2 separate regions of the Chanodichthys erythropterus genome follow, and region 2 is linked to region 1. A link is a contact called in public Hi-C data. All regions are on one chromosome and are shown on one strand. The core of a region is the stretch at or near the end of the contact, and the rest is flanking DNA. Distances in the headings are between cores, read along the strand shown. Region 1 holds the start of slc30a5 (solute carrier family 30 member 5). Region 2 holds the start of cd180 (CD180 molecule).

Region 1 (3,018 bases), core at 375-2,874:
AATAATAAGGAATGTATTTATTTTATATTGAGCACAAAGACATACCTTAGTGGCCCACAGAGTGTCAACCCAAAGAAACCCAACAGGGAAATGACGCAGCTCATGACAGCATGCTTGAAGATTTTGATCCACTGAAATCACAGTTATAAAGCGATCATGTCTTTTCAGAAGATTTGATTTTAACCACTTATTCATATGGATCCTTTTAACACTATCTTTATGAATGTTTTTAATGTGTTGAATGTTATGGTTGCATGGAATTTCAAAGGATGGACGAAAAGGATGAGAGAATATTAAAAATATTTCATGAATTTTGAAGATGAACGAAAGGGGTTTGGCACAACATGAGAGTGAGTAAACGATGACATAATCATAAGTTTTTCATAATCTAAATGATAAGAGTTTTAAAATTGATGAATTTAAAAGTTCTAGAACTAGAATTAGAAGAACTTTACCTGTCTCTTGGGGATCATTTTTCCAGATGAGAATGGCTTTTGAAAGAAAACCAGTATCATTGCACACCTATGCAGAAAACAGGACGTATTTATATGATCAGAAATGCTGTAAGTAAACAATCATGCCACTTGTATTTTTATACATGTGTGATGTCACTCCTTACCCCATTTTCAAAATAAAGAGAAACTGTACAATATGCACAACTTTGAGGAGATCATAGGACTCAAATATCCCAAAAGCCTTCAGCAGCTTGGTAAAGTAGAGTAATACTATGTACCGGGTCAGTCTGGAAAGAAAGAAAGAAAACAACAACATTCAGTTAAAGTAGAAAATTAGACAAATAAAGCTGAGCTATTCTTATAAAAAATATATCAAAAAACAAAACCTACAAATACCATAAAATACCATGGAAAACAGAGCAATGCCATTGGTTTGGAACACTACCATTATGGTAATACCAAAGCATTCTCTGAATGTGGTAAAAAAGAAAGACCATGCAGACACATTGAAAAGTACTATAGTGATAGGTACAGTGTCAGGATGCATCATATAGTAATGTTATGTATGGTACAAAAACATACAATGGACAATAGTATTTACTGGTATTTCAAGAATACTGAGGTAGTCATTCAATAGATGGTCCACTAAAAGACATTAGCATTTACAAAAAAAGTATGTTTTCTTAAATATGGTACCGTGGTAAAAGCAGCGTCACCACCCCATAATATCAGTGTTACATCGTACTGCCATATACATAGTGCTAATTGTGTAAGAGAATTTAGTGTAATTTTGTTTTACCTGGCATCTGGAGCCTCAACTCGCCCCAGCTTCCCACTGGAGATAACATTACTGCTGTATTTTTCATCCATACTTCAGCTGCTGTGTGTTTATTTCTTAGATTTTTCACTGTTTATCTAAGAGCTCATCTTTGAGAAACAAAAGCTGTTATCTACCTAACTGCGTTAGCTTGTTTAGACTGCTGAAACCGCAAATAACAGCACAACTCAGGGCTCTTTGGTGCTGAAAACGCTCATGTACTGGTAATCCACAGCGGTGAACCCTGAAATAAAAAACCGTTGATTATAGAAATACATTCTGAATTATATATCTATTTTTCACTAGCTAGCAGCTACATTATGAACTGAGGTGGTAGTTGAAGTGACGTGAACATTTCCTCACATATGGCTACCATCTATGAAGCCTTTCAAAATAAAAGTCATGTATCGCCGAGACAATTCACATGAAATAAGCAAAATATATTATTTCTGAATACAGAAATTATAATTTTATTGCTAATTGTCATATATGTTAAATGAACCATAAACAGAAAATGATATATATTTTTTTATTTTAACATCTTACGTTGTCTTTTCAAGAGCTTTGAAATCCGCTTGTAACGTCATGATCCATGTGTAAAAGCTGCGTTTCAGAGATGGGCTGTGTTCAAAATCGCACAGTAACTTACTACTTAATGATTACTGACCAGTATACAGTGCATAGTGCCTACTATTTTTCTAAGAATAGTGTGTGAAATAGTATACAATATGTAATAATGTTTAAGTATACTACAGTGTTGTCACATGACAAACATTGAACATTATTTCAACACAGCTGTGCAGGTTGTTGCTTTACAAATTAATAAAAGTGCTAACCATTATTTTTTATGTGGAAACCTGAGTGAAAATGTCCTACGTTTCGACTGTCCTTCCTTACCAATGGTCTTGATCTATCCCCACAAAAATTCTGTTTGTTGGTGTAAAGTCCAGTTGATTTGGTTAAATTTTTCATGTAAAAGCAGTTGATTAGATTTTATTTTGCTCAACAAATAATGTACACTGAAAAAATGTTGACAAAAAATGTGCCTTATGTGGTAACGTAAATTAACTGGTTTGACTCAAGTTAAAAATACAATTAGCCTAATTTGCCTAGTTTGAATCAAATTCACTAGGTTAGCTAATTTTAATGGTCCAGGTAACAAATTGTGTGTAGAACTGTGTAGGATACTTCAATTATATAGGTAAAAATAACTCATTATAGTTGGGTTTTCCAAAACATCACAAATAATTATCTTAAAGGGCACCTATTATGCAAAATTCACTTTTACATGGTGTTTGACCATAAATGTGTGTTGGCAGTGTGTGAGAAAAACCACCCTAGAATGAGAAAAATCTATCCAGTGTTTATTTTACAATCTCAATAATTCATAAGCACTGTCTCAGAACGCCCTGTTCTAAGATTGCTCTCACTGTGACGTAGAATTGCGCTAAGCCCCACCCACGTGGTTTGATTGACAATCTGGTTTTGGCATAGACCCCGCCGTCGGTGATCTGTCAACCATCCTCCATTGTTTCAACGACAGCCGGTAATGTCTCCTAAGAAACATAATCGTTCTGTTGTGGGATGTAATAATGAACATAGTAGTTTTCACTTACTTCCGACATCAGAGCCACTGAAAACGCAGTGGATGGATTTTATTTACGAAGGAAAGGCGCCACTCAAAATTCCAAAATACGTTTATGTTTGCGCAAATCATTTTTTTGTTTTGAGAATGAGGGTCAATTC
Region 2 (3,018 bases), core at 190-2,689, 160 kb after region 1:
CTTTGAAGGACAGTTGAAAGACAACTATGGAATTTCCATTAATTTGTTGGAAATTATGGCTATATGGTATTTGTTACTCATGATGTTTTATACACACATGCCTGGTATAACCCATTTTTCACAGTATTTGAAATCAGTTGAGGTGACACTAAACAAAAGTTTCTTGGGGAAATTTTCAAAATTATTACTTTTGCAAAAACCCTGCCATATGTATTGGTCAAGTGATTTATGAGTCAAATGTCATAATGCAGATGATCAGTGCGTCCTTTTCACGGTTCCCTTTTTTCAGCTTCCTTCCTTATAGTAACTGTGACATCTGACACGTTCAAGCTTTACTTTTACAATGTTAAATTTTGTGGATAGTCAATCTTACAAATTCAACTACAGCAAACCTTTTGAAAACAGTAATGAGATGAAAAATACATTAAGAAAAAAAAGCAATTATATAAATTAGATATGTGAAGATTACCCATAAAGACATGAAATGTGTCAAATACATTATAATTATATAATGCATATATCAATACAAATCCATTAAACCAATTGGTGGTCCACCCTACAGGAAGTCATTAAATCCTGTCTAGAGTCATGTCCTGCGTATTAACATTTGGATTTGAAAACACAGTAATCCTCTGGCTCCACTGAGACACTATAATCTGAAAAAAGATTTATTTCTATTTATATGTACATTATAATGAGTGTCGTCTTTATCTCTCAATTGGATGTAAGGGTTGCGTAACTGCCAACATCACATTTTTTCACTTTATTACAGAGGAAAGCAAAGACAGCAAAATAACGCCCCCTACTGGAAGGTTGTTTCTATTACACGGCTTCATAACATGAGGGACATTGGATTGACCATGTTTTCAGTGCAAACAGTTCAAAAAAAGTTATTTATTTATCTTGCAGCTGGCTCTTTATTAATACCTGCACTCCATGTATTTTAACACATTTATATTTCCAATGCTTTATAAAAACATGTATTATATAGGCCAAATAATATTTTAATAATATTTAAATAGGCATGATTTTGCCTCTGTTTTATAAAATGGACACTTTGTATGCACTGCTTGTTTTCTTTTGTTGGTAAAAAATTCTTACTCTAGAAACAGCATTGCTATATTTTAGCAGTGACAACAAGTTTATAACCTAAATATTTGAGGGTACAATGTGGACATTTGGCATAAATAAACTAATGTAGTTGTTATGGATGTGCTAAATGGACCCATGCCATCTGTTCTAGTTTCATTCCGAGATAATACTGTTTAGGACAAGGGAAACAGCCTATTTTCCTCTAACCATACAGTAAGCCACTGTTGAGATGGGAAGTTTTTTTACTGAATATAGGAAGTTACTGAAGGGAAGTTACTGCTGATTTTTTTTTTTTTTTTTTTTTTAAATAGTTCCTCTATTTTATCTATATATTTGGATGTAGAGGAGACATTGTTCTCTTCTTTCCCATACACTATGGAGATGCATTTTGTTTTTTACATGTTATGTTACACTATTCTGTTTCACTTTTTAACCCATAATGAAGCAACACCATGGGCTAAGAGACAGTGTCAACAGGTAAATTTATGATTGGTTATGTTGCATGATTTTCAACATGATGGATAAAAGTAAACCACAAATTAATATACCGTTAACATACTGTATAATGTGAAGTTTTATCTTATGTTTTGCTGTTCAATTTAACATTTATAATTGTTTTTGTTTCATTTTGTTTTTTTAGATAGCCAATGGCTATGATTGTAGTGATATGGACCTACAATTCATTCCAGATGAGGTACCAAATTCTGTCCTAATTTTAAAATTTAGCTTCAACTACCTGCCGGCTTTATACAACTTCACTTTTCAGAGGCTAAATAACTTGCATTCATTAGACCTGACAAGGTGAGCAAAACTAGTTTTCTTTCAAGTTGAGTTGTGTATCAGAGAATCTAATGTTTCTTCTTCTGCTTCTTACACTCAAACCTTATTACTTACAGATGTGGCATCACTTTCATGTATGAAGACATTTTTATGCATCAGCCTAACTTGGAGGTCCTAATCCTAATTGGAAACCCACTCGTGTTCATCGCAGGTAGAGCTTTTTCTGGACCACTAGCCTTGAAATATCTCAGCCTAACTCAGTCAAAAATCAAAAGCCTATCAGACATCCCATCAGAAAATCTTGCATATTTGGAGGTTCTGGAGATTGGGGGAAGTGGCATTCGCTCATTAGATGGACTAAGCAATTTCCACTGGCAAAACTTGAAGAGCCTGCAGCTGGAAATGAACTCTATAGACCGGATAAATCTGACTGACTTACAACCAATTCACAATGTGGTCGGAATGAGCATCAGCTTCAAAGGAAACGATTTTGTCAATATAGAACCAAGTGCTTTTAAGTCACTGAACTTGAGCAGTCTTGACTTCAGTGGCTGCTTCAGCAAAATGACTTTCTCCTCTGTACTAAGAGGGCTTGAAGGCATTAAAACAAACAGACTGAAGCTGGGATTGTATGAAACCGATCCAAATGTGCACATACCATCAGCTGCTCTACAATCTTTTTGCAAGATCACCGTTACTGACCTAGATTTCCAGCTTCAGCATTTCTCAGACCTAAATAATTCCACATTTCATTGCCTTGAAGGGCTTAAAAAGCTTGACCTTACCAGAGCCCACCTGGATTTATTGCCCTTTAACATGACTGGCCTGTCCACCTTGTCCCATCTGGTGCTAGATGAGAATAGATTTTCAGATGTCTGCCACATCAACACCAGAAACTTTCCTGTGCTTACGCACTTGTCCGTGAGCGGGAACTCGAAGCAACTCGGTTTCAGCAATGGATGCTTGGAGAGTCTCAGAGTCCTGGAGGAGCTGGATCTCAGTCTTAGTTTAGTAAAACCCATTGGACCCTGTTGTAACGACCAGCTGTTTGGTCTGGGTGAACTGAAGCTTCTCAATCTCAGCTATAGCTCACCAATGATCTGGAGTTCACAGCCTTTCAGTGCGACTCCACAGCTGGAGCACTTG

The links. Hi-C and Micro-C count contacts between places; a contact is called where the count stands out from the background.
Region 2: a Hi-C map of an unstated tissue shows a contact between it and region 1, with 8 times the contacts expected there. The contact joins the promoter of cd180 here to the promoter of slc30a5 in region 1. A contact is called at or near these places in 2 of 2 Hi-C or Micro-C datasets (muscle and an unstated tissue).

The regions. Positions count from the first base shown.
Region 1 is chr13:4,028,389-4,031,406 of ASM2448905v1, forward strand. It overlaps slc30a5 (solute carrier family 30 member 5), which reads right to left and starts at 1,625. Exons shown (of 16, transcript XM_067406480.1): 1 at 1,255-1,625; 2 at 620-742; 3 at 456-522; 4 at 46-131. The coding sequence starts at 1,325.
Region 2 is chr13:4,192,588-4,195,605 of ASM2448905v1, forward strand. It overlaps cd180 (CD180 molecule), which reads left to right and starts at 1,440. Exons shown (of 3, transcript XM_067407855.1): 1 at 1,440-1,569; 2 at 1,733-1,893; 3 at 1,989-3,018. The coding sequence starts at 1,468.